2 separate regions of the Zea mays genome follow, and region 2 is linked to region 1. A link is a contact called in public Hi-C data. All regions are on one chromosome and are shown on one strand. Each heading gives the region's core, a stretch centred on a gene start, on an enhancer-like site or on the middle of the called end of the contact. The rest is flanking DNA. Distances are from core to core; before and after follow the strand shown.

Region 1 (7,803 bases), core at 2,790-5,289:
CATGTCAAGCAGGGAAGCAGGTTGGAGTTCATCATCCACACAAGAACATCATGATGACCGAAAGGCCGCTTGAGCTACTCCACATGGATCTATTTGGCCCTATTGCTTACATAAGCATCGGCGGGAGTAAGTATTGTCTTGTAATTGTGGATGATTATTCTCGCTTCACTTGGGTGGTCTTTTTGCATGAAAAATGACAAACCCAAGAAACCTTGAAGAAATTCTTGAGACGGTCTCAAAATGAGTTTGGATTGAGAATCAAAAAGATTAGAAGCAACATTGGAATGAAGTTCAAGAACTCTCAAATTGAAGGATTTCTTGAGGAGGAGGGCATCAAGCATGAGTTCTCTTCTCCCTACACACCTCAACAAAACGGTGTTGTGGAGAGAAAGAATATAACTCTATTGGATATGGCGAGGACCATGCTTGATGAGTACAAGACACCAGATCAGTTTTGGGCGGAGGCGATTAACACCGCTTGCTACTCCATCAACCGACTCTACCTTCACCAAATCTTCAAGAAAACATCATATGAACTCCTCACCGGTAAAAAGCCTAATGTTTCTTATTTTAGAGTTTTTGGGAGCAAATGTTTTATTATTATTAAGAGAGGTAGAAATTCAAAACTTGCTCATAAAGCAGTAGAAGGCTTTTTACATGGTTATGATTCAAACACAAGGGCATATAGAGTCTTCAACAAGTCCATTGGATTAGTTGAAGTTTCTTGTGACATTGTGTTTGATGAGACTAATGGCTCCCAAGTGGGGCAAGTTGATCTTGATGAATTAGATGATGAACAGGCTCCATGCGTCACGCTAAAGAACATGTCCATTAGAGATGTGTGTCCAAAAGAACTCGAAGAGCCTTCACAAGCGCAAGATCAACCATCATCTTCCATACAAGCATCTCCACCAACTCAAGATGAGGAACAGGCTCAGGAAGATGAGGATCAATATCAAGACAATGAGCCACCTCAAGAGGAAGACATTGATCAAGGGGGAGATGAAGATGATCAAGAAAAGGAAGATGAACAAGAGGTTCAAAGACCACCACACCCAAGAGTCCACCAAGAAATTCAACGAGATCACCTCGTTAACTCCATTCTTGGTGACATCCACAAGGGGGTAACCACTCAATCTCGAGTTACTCATTTTTGTGAACATTACTCTTTTGTGTCTTCTATTGAGCCATACAGGATAGAGGGTGCACTAAGAGATTCAGACTGGGTGGTGGCAATGCAAGAGGAGCTCAACAACTTCACGAGAAATGAGGTATGCCGTTTAGTTCCACGTCCTAACCAAAATGTTGTAGGTACCAAGTGGGTATACAGAAACAAGCAAGATGAGCATGGTGTGGTGACTAGGAACAAATCCGACTTGTTGCCAAAGGATATTCACAAGTCGAAGGTTTGGATTTTGATGAAACCTATGCACCCATAGCTAGGCTTGAGTCAATTCGAATATTACTTGCCTATGCTACTTACCATAGCTTTAAGTTATATCAAATGGACGTGAAAAGTCCCTTCCTCAATGGACCTATCAAGGAAGAGGTGTATGTTGAGCAACCTCCCGGATTTGAAGATAGTGAGTATCCTTCACATGTTTATAAGCTCTCAATGGCGCTTTATGGGCTAAAACAAGCCCCAAGAGCATGTATGAATGCATAAGAGACTTTCTTATCACTAATGGTTCTAAAGTCGAAAAAGCTGACCCTACTGTCTTCACTAAAACAATTGATAAAGACTTGTTTATGTGCCAAATTTATGTTGATGATATTATTTTTGGGTCTACTAACAAGTCATCTTGTGAAGAGTTTAGTAGGATTATGATATAGAAATTTGAGATGTCTATGATGGGGAAGTATAAGTATTTCCTTGGATTCCAAATCAAGCAACTCCAAGAGGGCACCTTCATTTGCCAAACGAAGTACATTCCAGATATTCTCAAGAAGTTTGGAATGAAGAATGTAAAACCCATCGAGACTCCCCTGGGAACAAATGGGCATCTCGACCTCAACACGGGAGGTAAATCTGTAGATCAAAAGGTATACCGGTCGATGATAGAATCTTTACTTTATTTATGTGCTTCACTGTCACACCCGGATTTTAGGGGCACCAAAACCCGGGCGTGAAACAATCACTAAGTGTGCTAGGATCTAGTCTCACACATATGATGATTCATGGTACAGAAACGAATGTCACATATTTACTATACAATAGGAGTTCTGTACAAAATAGTTAAATAATTATATCATACGAAGACAACGATCCAGCAACCCAAAGTTGACTAGAAGACGACGGCCTAGACCTCTCACGAACTCATCACATCATTCTTCATGCGCCTCATCCTGTGGTAACTGTTCTTGACCTGGGGGGATGTGAGTACAGCAAGGATGAGCTCACATATGTTCATCGCTCAACAAGTTGTGGGGAATAATGTGCATGAACCCACCAAAGGTGGGAGCCCATGTGAAGTGTAAGGCTTACCAAAGAGGATGGTTAAAGCTGAGCATTGCTTTTAAAGTTGGTCAAATTTTTATTAACAGTTACTAGGTATAAGTAGATACCCACCCAATTAAATAAGAGATCAAAATTAATAACAACACCCACAATGCAATGCAAATGACAAATTGAGTTTAATTTCATGTGAGTGTCCGAGCCGCTCATGACCGTGAGCACGACTGATATACCAGTTTTACACTCTGCAGAGGTTGTGCATCTTTACCCACAAGTCGTGTTACCCATTTGCCACGAGGTTGATCGGACCCCATACACCTCTACCAAGGAAGCGAGGCAAGGTACCACTACGAGGCCTTTACAAAGTTCCACTAGATTCAGAAACCCGCTACAGTTTCTAGGGAGCGTAGCATAGGAATCCCCTGTTTGAAAAGCCATCGCAACAAAATCAGCTCGAGAACCTCCCTATACCGACTACTCCCCTACTGCCCTTGCACCTTTCAGGTAAGATAGTCCTCCACTAGCTTTCCTAATTAGTCAGCCAAGGGCGTCCCATACCACCCTTGTGGTAGCACTATTTTCTCGGGTGGTTCTCCATGTTCCAATTAACAATATAATCTTATCATGAACAATAATTAAACAACATAATTGGAACATGATCATAATAAAACATTAGTTTCCCAAAACTAGGTAGAGCAATAGCAAATCTACCCAATAATTCATCTAGTTGCAAATTAGGGGATAAATAATGCTAGGGAAACCTATTAGGTCCCATCAAATTAATCTGAGCATGTCACAGTGATTAACAACGAACATTATTAGGTAAAAAGAGTGATCAAGGGCACAACTTGCTTGAGACTCGAGATTCTAGGTACCAGGATGATCTTCAGATTCTTGGATCCTCACTGTTATTCGTAGCAATACAAACAAACATGGTATAGGCAAAATTAACATCACACCAAACATAAGCACAAACTGCATAATAATATTCTACGTGTCGTAACGAGATCGTAGATTCGAGAACCGATAAATTTGGAGCTACGATTATAAAGTTATGATTTTCTAAAGATTTAGGTGCTTAATATCGAATAAACTAAGTGCATAGTTTAAATCTATGTTTAATAACAAACCAAGGTTACTAGATGATAAACAACATTATTATGAATTTAATGCAACTGGAATGGGACAAAAAGAAGTTAAAACGTGCAAGTTATAAATTTTTCTAAGATTATTTGATTTGTTTCTATATTATAAATCATTTTCCTAAATTCTATTTACTAAAAATAAGGCTACAGACTACTGTTGCAAATTCTAAAGAGTACAGGGGCTAGTTTATAAATACCCAGGGCTCAATCGCAATTAATTTACATAGGCGGAGGACGGTGGGTTTATTCGGAACAAGCCGAGGGGCTCTTTAGCAATTTGTACGGGTCGAAGGGGTATCAGTGGATATGGATCGTCAGATCTGAACCAACGGCCACGATCATAACGCCATAAATCCGAACGGGTATGCGATAACAGCCCCCAGATTATGAATCCACGGTTTAGATGCTCTCACGCCACTAATCTAACCCGGGCCATGGATGTTTCGATCAACGACCCAGGATCAATCGTTGAAGGGGGTATCCCCAGATCCAATCTGTGCCACCCACGGTCGATCCAACGGACACCGATCATCAGACGAACCGGTACCCAGTTAATCTAATCCTGACCGTTCCTGCGAGATAAACGGTCCGAAGACCATCGTCTCCACCCGACTACACGCAGACGACAGCGCAGAGCTTTCCCCGCGGCAGCGCCATCACCGGAGTACCGTGCTGGCGCGTCCAGTGCCCCAAACTCGCAACCGAATTGAGGAACACGCGGAGCAGGACAAGGCGAACGGCTTGTATGGTTTCTTACCTCAGATCGGGCACCGGGAGGGAATGACCACGCGATGAGGCGGTCCTGCGGCGGAATCCAAACCCCGGTGAGCAATTGAGGTGACACCAGGTGACCCCAGAGCCCTTAGGCGCCTCTGTGCTTTTCCCCCGAGGTCTGCGCTTTCTCCGAGCTGGTCTTCGGGGTTGGAACGGCGGTCAAGGTGAGAACCGACCGCGGTGGCGCGAGTTCCCCTTTCCCCGGTGGCGGTGCTTGGTTTCCCGTTCGTGGACGCCTGGTTTCGCAGCGGTCGTCCGGGGCAGTAGAGGCAAGAAGCTCCGCATAAATTGCCATGAGGAAGCATCGGGATTCCCAGCCAATTTCTGCGTGCCGTTGCAACAACCCGGCAAGGATCTCGGGAGGGAGATGATCCTCCCAATCCGGCACCACGCGCAAGTGACCAAGGGGAAGGCCGACGCGCAGGGTCCACACTTCAGAGGGACGGCGCGTGGAAGAAAGGACAAGGGGGTTGGCTTCGTGGGCCGCGCGGGATGGGACGTGGGGATCGGCCGAAATTGAGGGTTCTAGTCTATTTAGCTCTGTTTTTCTTTTCTATTTTTTATTTCTCATTTCCAACTTATGCTCAAATTCAAATTTCAAACTTAAATCTGTTTCCACGTTTTGTTTTAAATTTCATATTCCATTCTCAATCAAAATGCTAATGTGAATATAGATTCTACTATTTTTAATATTATTATTTATCTTCCCTCCATTTTCTCATTTTAGAAGTAACAAATTACTATTACAATTTCTTTTCTCATTTTCTATTTTATATTTCCATTATAAATTGAGGTCAAATTCAGGTTTTCAATAAAATGCATCATAACCACATCATCAACAAGAGATGTACCTTTCTTTATTTGTTTGTTGGTTACTTAACTAATTTAATACAATCGATTGATTATGAAAATGAAGGGTCTTAATAATTTATCCAAGGTTTCAAGAATTCCCAAATCACTATAATAAATATATTTTTATTTATTTATTATTATTATTATTATTATTATTAATACTTTTCTACTAATTTTGGGCTTTACATTCACGATCGGATATTATGCTTTCAGTATGCATGTGTGCAAGGTTCTAGGCCAATCCTAAGGAAATCCACCTTAGGGCCATGAAAATAATCATGAGATATTTGGTTTAATCAGGTATTCTGATCTAATCGGGATCTATCTTTGATCTAATCGGGTATTCTGATGTCGATTATGTCGAATGTAAAATTGATACGAAGAACACAATAGGGACTTATCAGTTTCTAGGGAGATCTCTGTTGTCTTGGGCTTCAAAGAAACAAAATTCAGTATATCTATCCATCGTCGAAGTCGAGTATATTGTTGCAGGACATTGTTGTGCACAATTACTCTGGATGAGGCAAACTCTTAGGGACTATAGCTACAAGTTGAGCAAAATCTATATCCTATGTGACAATGAGAGTGCAATCCGCATGGCGGATAATCCTGTTGAACATAGTCGCACTAAGCACATAGACATCTGGTATCACTTTTTGAGAGATCACCAACAAAAGGGGATATTGAAATTGCTTATGTTAGCACCCACAACCAATTAGCCAATATATTCACCAAGCCCCTAGATGAAAAGACTTTTAGCAAGATTAGGAATGAACTCAATATCCTAGATTCTCGGAACTTTGATTGAAATCTTGCACACATTGCTCATATTATACCTTTGATCATATATCTTTAATTTGGTACAAACACATATTTCTTATTCTTCTTGTGCCAAAGCTAAGACTAATGTGTTTTCAAGAGTATTTCTAGACTTAGTCTTAGATTGAAATGAAAATGGAGTATTAGGCAAAGGCAAGACTTCCAATACGACTCTGTCGGTATTATATATCCTTTGCCCTACTCATGTAGTCACTTTCATATCTTTCTTGTTACAGGCCTCACGTTTTCTCTGTTTTTGGCACTTAATGCCAAAGGGGGAGAAACTAATAGGCCAAAGCAAAAGGATCGCACCACCACCCTATTTTCTAAAAACTCTTTCTAAATTTGGATCATTTGCAAAAACCCTCTTGACAGCTAAGGGGAGAACTTTTTCAAGGGGAGCTTTTATTTAGCCAAAGGAAAAGTATTTAAAACAGGGGAGAATCTTTCAAAACTTAACAATGCTTTTAAAATCTTATACCATTGGCTAATTGCAAAAGAATTTTTTAAAAAACTTTTCCAAACGATTTGCAAAAACAAGCTAAGTGGTGCAAATGTGGTCCAAAATGTTAAATATATCAAAACAATCATGTATGCTTAGAAATGCTTTCATTTCAAAGTAACTTATGCACATCTGACAAAATGCAAACTAGCTACATTCCTATACTTTGTATTTGCTTTGGTTTGTGTTGGCATCAATCACCAAAAAGGGGGAGATTGAAAGGGAAATGGCCTCAAACATTTCCTATAATCGATTTTGGTGTTTGACGACCATCACAAGCCTTATGGACTAACTAGTTTGCCTAGTTGATATATTTCTCAGGTGCATAAAGTTCATAATCACAAATAAGGAAAATGGCCCTTGGGGGAATTCTCTAAGTATGGAGCAAAACAGAACTGTACTAGCCTGTGGCGCGCCGGACTGTCCGGTGTGCACTAGACAGTGTCCAGTGCCCAGGCTCGCGAGCCCAGCGAACTGGCCGCTCTTGGGAAAACACGGCGCTTCTCCGCTAAAAATCACCGGACTATCCTATGAGCCCACGAGCAACGGTCATCTTTGCCAACGATCGACTGCCTCGACTGCTACGGGTTCAGAAAGTCAGAAGGCAGCCTGCGATGTCAGATTGCACCGGACAGTCCGGTGTGATACCCGGTTTGCAAAGAGGAGAAGTGGAGGTTATTCTTTTTGATCTTTTTCCTCATTCGGGTGATGCGCTTTGGGAATTTGGAATTTGTGGAAAATATTCACCTGTAAGACAGTAGAATTTCTTTGGTTAGTTGTTTGCGACGGGGTCGGGAGCTGTCACATGAGCGAGTTGGGCCTTGAACCTTGATCCGGCCCATTAGTCTCCCCTAACCCTAGCTACCCCCCTTTCCCCTTGGGATTTTTGCAGCCGCCCCCCTCCCCTTCCTCTTGGACGTCACCCCTCCCCCCCTCTTCCATCTTTCTCCTCAAACCTTTGTAGCCCTCACCACCCAAAACCCTAGCTGCCCACCCCATTTCTCTTCCCCTCCTCCAAGGTGCAGCCCTCCCGCGTGTTCTCCGTCGTGTGGCTGCGATCTCAATTGGAGTTTGGAGGGAGGAAGAAGGAAGGAGGAAGGGAAGAACCCAAGGTGAATTCATGTTTAACTTTTGTTGTTTTTGTGCTGCAATCAATTGGATTATGCGTTTATCTTTGCGAATCGGTAGAGGTGCTGTCCAGGAATTTTGTGAGTGGGTGGACAGCAGTAGTTCTAGGGATTTCTGGGAATTTTCGT
Region 2 (7,803 bases), core at 1,883-4,382, 140 kb before region 1:
TTAAATAAAATAATTGTTGCTCGCTCCTATTCCACGTCTAAGACTGAAGAGAGGCTCGAGGTGAGTGCTATAATATAATATATGTGAACTGTCCAACTTCACCTATAAGTTCAAGCTTTTGGATTGAATTGTGTGTGCATTCAACTTAATAGAAAGAATTAAATTTTCTTGCTATTCCAAAAGTGAATAAAAGAATATTTAATCTCCTCAATCCTATCTTTATACATATGCAACCGAACAAGGCATAAAATGTAATGTGAGAGATGGGAAAGGAAAAAAAATGTAAATACGACTGTTGCTTGTTTGTGGCTCATCACTTGGTTAAGGAAAATGCATGCATTGGCTCGTCAGTGCTGTAGCTTCTATCTCTCGAAATAATTAGTAGTAGGGGTTAGGGTTTGTTAAAGGGCCGGGGTGCGGTTAGGCACCAACTTAACCGCACTTAGTTTTTCCCATGTGCGTGACACTATGCAGCTCGCCGTGGAAGCTTCAGTCAGTTCCTTCCTTCCTTCTTCTTCCTCCTCCTCCTCCTCCTCCTCCTCCTCCTCCTCCTCCTCCTCCTCCTCTCTCTCTCTCTCTCTAGCCATTCCGAGCATGCAAAGTAGAGGCAGCAGCACGCACGCGTGTGACCATTGTCAGAGGAAACGGCCGGCAGTACGGTCCCAGTGTTATGCAACTTTGTTATCCTTGCTTTGCATTGTTAATGATTCCCCCCAAAAGCGCCACACTGGTGTGTTGTGTGTGTGGCGTAGAAGAATAGGATTCTCACCATGGTAGGAGAGAAGGGTGGGAGTTTTTTTTTTTGTTAATTTACAGGCAGTTTTGATGACTTTCACGCGAAATGGCGCCCCACTGTATGCCGTCCGTGGAGGAGAGGACGACGACACCGGCACGCAGAATAAGGAAGGAGAGAGTAGGGAGACGACGCAGACGCCTCGATCGAATTATGGAAAATGGATGGATGGTTGCATTGGTGTGTGTGCAGTGTACTAGTGTATGGCTTCTTTGCAGGTCTCGAGAGGCGCGAAACAATGGGCTCGTCTCTCCTCCTGCGCGGCGGACAAATTTAAAGCCATGATCCCACACAGACACAGCTCGCAGTCACCGCTACTTGCTTCGGAAAGAAGAGGACGAAGGAAGGAACTCAAGGCCTGTGCCCAGTGTGCCCTGTGTGCGAGGCCGTGGCTGAGACTAGGGCAGTGGGCAGGGTGTTCAGCGTGCGTGGACAATCGGGCATGCATGCATGCATAATGCTTTAGCAGCGAAGCATGGATCGTGTTGAAGATACCATTGCATGGATTATTGGTGCGTCTCGATCAGACACACCCTCCAGCAATGCATGGATAAACATGCGTGGCTAGCGTCGTTTCGAGCCTGAGATATCCACTCCTGGGTATGCTTGCATCCATATAGATTATGTTGCATCGCATATATGCATGGACCATATTATATTACATAAGCCCGGCCGCGCGCAGGACTGAAAAGAGCAGTCCCTATCACTGACTGGACAAAGGGCTTTATTTCCGCTGGTGGTCAAGTTTGATAGATTCTCTCTCACACTGCACACTCTTCTCGGACTCTGAAGGCTGCTGCCTGCTGTTAGTGCGTCTGGGCTGCTGCTGCCTGCTGGCCACTGAGGCTGCGGACGTGTTTGTGTGCGTCCTCTTGTATTCCGGCCGGGTAGGTGATCGACTTTAGGATGCATGCTGCATGCATGCATTAGAGCAACTCCAGTAGTTCTCTAAAAGACTTCTTAAATCAATAATTTAGGTAGTTAACATAAAAACTATTCCCCAACAGTTCTCTAAACGAACTTTCTAAATTTAACAATTTGTCATCTAACCTCATTTTCTCTCTACATTTGGCAACCATTTAACAACTCTCTAAACAAAAATGTTGACTGCATTATATAGTTTTTGTGACTTATTTTTTATGTGGATAAATACAAAACAAAATTACAACTTATATTTAAAAAACTATTGGAGAACTCACATTTTTTTACTTCAAAATCATTTAGCAACTTCTTAAATCTATGATTTAGAGACCTAAAATTTACATAACTATTGGAGTTGCTCTTAGCATGCTCTCGCATGACGGACGGGGAGGTACGGTGGGAAAAGAGCGTGGTTTTTCAGCTAGCGACCGACCATCAGAAAAACAAAAGGGGAGGCTTCCTTTTTTTTTTCTCATTCTTCTTCTTCTCTCCGTTTGGTGCCGGCCGGGAATGTATATGTGCACGCGAAGAGGCTGTGGACCTGTTGTTGCTTCGAGAGTTGGAGATCTTTGAGCGTGGAAAACAACCTAGCAGATAAGGTATATAGATTATCGATCGAGAGGCTTTTGTGTTGCTGAACTCATGATCGGCAAAATCTGTGTACTGAAAGGTGTCCATCATACATGTCTGCCACGCCCGCGGCCAGCGCAAGCAACGTCCGTCCTCGGCCGTCGCCTTTCCATGACGCGGCGGCGTGGCTGTCAGCTGTTCTTAGCTCCGATCGGCGGTGGGGGCCGCCGACGTCGACCACCACCACCCACGTACGACGTAGGCACGCGCCGCGACGAACGAGCAGTCAGCCGCGTGCGATGCGAACATGCAGTGCTTTTGCATGCTCCTGTCGTTCCACGCCTCGACATACGTCAGGAGCACGTAACGTAACGTAACGCGCTTTTGGCTGCATGCATGCGTTGTTTGCGGCTCGATCCATTCTCGTCTCGTCCGTCTCTCGGAAAATCTCGGTCCGTCCGCGCGTGGCAGGCAACAACGTGACGTGCTGGTGTGTGCTTTTTCTCCTTCCCGGGATAAAGAAAAGGCGGGGGCCGCGCGCGCGGCGCTGGAATCGAATCGGCGAACGCACCGGCGGCGGCGGACGAGGAAAGAAAAAAGGCGCGAGGGCCGGAACGGATGGGGAGGGAGCATGGGATGGGGATGGCTGGCCGATGGGGGCGCGAGAACGTGGGGGCAACGGCCAGCCGGGGAGTAAAATAAGGCCAATCATTGGGCACTCAACCGCGGTCCACGTCCGCGGCCCGGCGCGCGACACGGCGAGCGGCGCGTGCGGGCGGGGGCCCTGCCTTCGACCCCGAGCGCGACGGCGCACGCGCGTGGAGGGCACTGGGGGCTCGCTCGCGGTGGGCGGGACGGGGGCCGGGCCGGCTTTGGTGGGCGGTGTGGGCGCCCGTGCCGCCCGCGATCTGTTCTGATCCCGCCGTTTCGGCCACTGTTGGTGATGTGACTATGTGAGTGGCCGCCGTGTCCCCTCGCCCACACGTCTCTCTGCCGCCCGTGCCGAGCGCGCACCGGAGTACACGGAGCGCACGAGTAGCCGGGAAACCAACGGAGCGGAAGAGTCAAGCATTATTTATTCACTCTACCGTATAATCTCTGCTACTCTATAAGAGTAGACGCGAGGGCGTCTACCCAAATCTTTGGTAAAGCATGCCCCGCTGGCTGCCCGCGCTCTCCCTGCTCTCACCGTAGATCCCATCGGCGCCATTGCTCTCTCCTCGCCATCGCCGCTCGATCGCTCCGCGCTCTCCCTGCTCACGCCCTCTACATGGAAGGCAAGCCGAGGCCCAAATCGCTGCTCGCCCGCCCTCTACATGGAAGGCAAGCCGGCGCCCAAATCGCTGCTCGTGGACGGGATCTGCTTGCTCTCTCCTCGCCAACGTCGCTCGATCCGCTCCACGCTCCACCTGCTCCCGCCCTCTACATGGAAGGCAAGCCGGCGCTCAAATCGCTGCTCGCAGACGGGAATCACTGCTCGCAGACAGGATTGCGGCCTCGATCCGCGCTCTCCCCTGCTCTTGCGCTGTACATGGAAGCATGAAGCGAACGGGGAAGGCCGGGGCTCAAATCGCTGCTCGCAGACTGGCCACTCGGTACATCTGAACCATCTCTCGTGGCACTTCCATGATCCAGGTGGAAATTGTCAAAAGTCGAGATAAAGATCGAGTTTTCACATCGTTCGCTGGAGTCAAGAGCAAGAGAGGAGAATGAATTTCGCATAGATTGAGTGGAATTGAGGTATCTTGGAGCGAGGAGGAGACCTCGCGACGCGTGGTGAGGCTGTCTTCGTCGTCGAACCTGGCTCCGCCACTGGATCTGGAGCCTGAATCCATGACCCCGCCTCCGCTGTGGCCCTTCCTATCCGGTGGCGCCTGCTGCGACGGCGGCCTGACCTGCCCGGCGCCGACGAAGGGGAGCGCCCACTGCTGCTGGTGCCCTGCGCCACAACACAAGACACACGGTCCGCCTTTAACGTTAGTTCTTTTTTTTCTTCTTTCCCGCACAAACAACTTTTTTTAGTAATTTCCCACACAAACAGTTACCATCGACACACACGCACAGGCGGCATATGCAGGAGAAGAGAGAAATTTGGAACCTTGCCATTATTGCAAATGGGTTTCATCACTTTGCCATCATTTTAAAGGGCTTAGCCTATATGCCATTATCAAGCAAGACCCATATGCTTAAATGCCTTTTTCGCAATTCAATAAAACGAAAAATTGATTGGATATAATCTTCCTTCGTCTACCTCCAGCCGAACAGCACACCACCTCTACCTCCGTCCTCGGGACCGACGCGGCTACATATCTTCTCTTCTTGACTGCAGCGGGCTTGCCACAGTGGCCTTGGTCGTAGCAGCAGCACGCCACGAGCAGCGACGCCAGAGAAGAGGGAGTTCCAAATGGCGATTACAATGAAGACCAGACGACAAAAGACATGAGCGAGGTGAAAATTGTGCAGGGTGGCAACGTCCCGGACGATGACGGTGCAACGCTCAACATGGGAGTGGCGTCACGCGGCGGTGGAAGCAACAGCTGGGGACCTTCAACTACGACTACCAGAGCTATGCGCTTAACTTTAACCAGAGCACTGACGAATAGCAGCAGCGTGCTGAGTTTGCTTTGGACAACGTCGGTGGTGGTTGGCTGATGGTCTCACCAGTGAGAAAAAGAGAAGCGGAGAAGGCTATTCTTCTCTAATCGATTTTTCGTTATTAAATTGCGAAAAAGCATTTTAACATATGCGTCTTTTTTGATAATGACATATAAGAGAAGCCCCTTAAAATGGTGGCAAAGCGGCGAAACCCATTTGCCATAATGGCAAAATTCTAAATTTCTCACGAGAAGACGATGTCGCAAGATCAAGAGCGCTGTCGCACGACAAGTCTGAGCTGTCTCGCCGCTTCGAGCGACTGGTTCAGGTCCGTCATGAGCTACTAGAAGGGAAATGTGACCTTGGAAAGTTTGTAGACGAGGTCTGCCTCATCCTAAAGTACGTAGTGAGCCAATGCTTCTCGAATCAAGATCAGACCGACACTATGAGCCGTGATACAGAGGATTTTGATGGAGCTAAGCCATCAGGTGCAGTTACCATCGACGGTACGCATGATACTGAAAGCGCTAAACAAGCAGCGACTTCAGCTTTTCAGACAGATGTAGATGAAGAACCAATTCAGTCAATTGAAAGCTAGACTACGGCGACCAATCATCTGCAGAAGCTTGATATAGAACTCATACATGCCCTACAACAGCAGGATGGTAGTAGTATCCTTTCAAGGAGAAAATCGGCGACATACTGTGAGATGCAAAGGTAGATTTATATGCTGCTACGTGTATTCGTCACTTTTAAAAAAATGTTGTCAACAATTTTTTTATGTATGTTCTTGATCATATAGCCCTGCTTCTGAGGCAAATGTGGAACGTCGGGCAGCGCAAGAGGAAAGTCATTTAGCAACAGTAAGTTAAGTTACTGTGTCTGTCTATAGTTATCAGTACACCATCAGGAACTGAACTCACAATATCAACATCATTCACTGCAGAGCTCAGAGATCCTCGCAACGGCTGACAAGCCCGCCAAGTGCCAGGAGACGATCACGATCCTTCGCCAAGTGTCTATTGTTCGGTGGGCGCCAATGTTGGGGACTTGTTCTCAAATGCTATGAATTAAGAACAAGGCAACATAAAATGTTAAATGATACTGTCCTTCGTCCGTGAAGCATTATTCCTTTGAGGATAATGGGTCTAGGACGAAGGTTGATAAAAGTCTTATTACGAAGTTGAACTTTCGTAATAAACTTTCAATAAACATTGTAAGATAATACAAAATAAAAGGTATAAAATGGATAAATGTTTCACAGATACATTATATCATATTCACTTAATACATTGAATCATTAAATACAATAATACCTATGCCTTGACAAAGGTTGTATTCCGAGAGATGCGATTGCAAAAATCAGAATGCGTGAACAGTAACGGAATACTGTTCACTATTTATAGGCACAGGACGCAGCCTGTGAGGAATTACAAGTATGCCCCTTATAAAAACTTACAACATTGACTCAGACATTTATGGACTAAAAGGTCATTCTATCTTTAAGTCGGTTGGCAATGCCGAAGCTTTACGAAGAGGAACCTTCGGCTATCTTATACAAACAGCTTCATCCGAGGATCGCTTCTCTCTATAAGACCTTCGGCGACGAAGCATGGACCCAACACTCCATTTGCATTCCCAAGACGAGCTCGGCAAAGTCCGACTACAAGCCGCAGTCGCTCGCGAGCATCCTGGTCGAGGCCTCCACGTCTCCCAGTCCCACTCCCACCACGCCCACGCCACAGGTGCTATCCAAGAAAGATGAAGGTGAGATCCGTGCTACTGCTACGCCGACGAGGAGGAGCGCAACACGGTAGGAGGAGAACGGCGCCGACGTCGGCGGCAAGGACTCGATGCAGATTGTCGTCGTTTGTCCTGTGTTCGCTGCCGAGCCGCGGTCGGACGGCGGTGGTTACGCTGACCCGACGAAGAGGGAGGAAGAAGCGCGGCACGAGCCTGCTGGACAGGATCGTGTTCAGGAAGAGAGCCGAAGGCGGCTCCTAGACCGACTGCGGTGACCTGCAACGACGCGGTGGATGCATTATGCTGCCTGCAGGTTTGGCATGGATCCGGCCAAGTGTGCTGCCACGTTGTGACCAGTGGTTTTTTTGCATCGTGTTATGTTTATGCGTTTTCTGCTCCCATTGAGTGAGCGATCTTTTTGGGCGAAATATGTTCCGGTCTTCCAGAGCCTTGTGGTATGTGTGGTTGATGGCGACTGGTTCTATCGCATGGTGTGAGCTACATGTCAAACATTATTGTATAGGCTTAATACCAGCTACCTCGTGCTACAAGCTATGACCATGTGGGGGAATGACAGACGAATGAAATTTATTAGGGTGAGTGTAGTACGTTTGTTTCATGTTCAAACATTGTGGGCGTTTCGGACCCGGGGGACCCTCAACCGAGCCGATCAGTGAATTTATCGCTGCGTGTCCCTGCCCAGATGGGTTGGCGCAAGATGGAACACAAGGGGGGGAATGCGGCTTGTATTATCTCGCACCAGGGGTGCTCGTAGTAGGGGTTACAAGCGTCGCGAGAGAGAGAGAGAGAGCCTGTTCGTTTGCTCGTCCCTCCGCGCGACCCCCTCCCGCAGGAAGGCCCTGGACCTTCCTTTTATAGATGCAAGGAGAGGGTCCAGATGTACAATGGGGGGTGTAGCTATGCGCTAATGTGTCTGGCAGTGAAGTGCCTGAGCCATGTGTACATGCCAACGTGGCTGTCGGAGAGGTGCTTGAGCCCTGTGTACGCGATAACGTGGCCGTCGGAGAAGTGCCTGAGCCCTGTAGAAGCACAGCTGGCGATGCGGCCGAGATCCTGCTGACGTCTCCTTGCTTTCGTAGGGGGCTGAGAACCACCGATGTCATGGACGCACGCGGGGAACCATCATTACCTGTTACCGGGGCGAGCCAGATGGGACGTCG

What was found. Hi-C and Micro-C count contacts between places; a contact is called where the count stands out from the background.
Region 2: a Hi-C map of bundle sheath shows a contact between it and region 1, with 2.2 times the contacts expected there. The contact joins two enhancer-like sites. A contact is called at or near these places in 2 of 25 Hi-C or Micro-C datasets (bundle sheath and tassel).

What each region holds. Positions count from the first base shown.
Region 1 is chr8:67,511,692-67,519,494 of Zm-B73-REFERENCE-NAM-5.0, reverse strand. No RefSeq gene overlaps it. Among protein-coding and RNA genes, the nearest start is that of LOC103635305, 30 kb to the left of the region's middle. Within about 2 kb of position 4,039, at least 19 of the 20 cell types and tissues checked have an H3K27ac peak or open chromatin away from gene starts, as enhancers often do. A contact at or near this core is called in bundle sheath and tassel, where this site is marked.
Region 2 is chr8:67,654,325-67,662,127 of Zm-B73-REFERENCE-NAM-5.0, reverse strand. No RefSeq gene overlaps it. Among protein-coding and RNA genes, the nearest start is that of TRNAD-GUC, 9.1 kb to the left of the region's middle. Within about 2 kb of position 3,132, at least 20 of the 20 cell types and tissues checked have an H3K27ac peak or open chromatin away from gene starts, as enhancers often do. A contact at or near this core is called in bundle sheath and tassel, where this site is marked.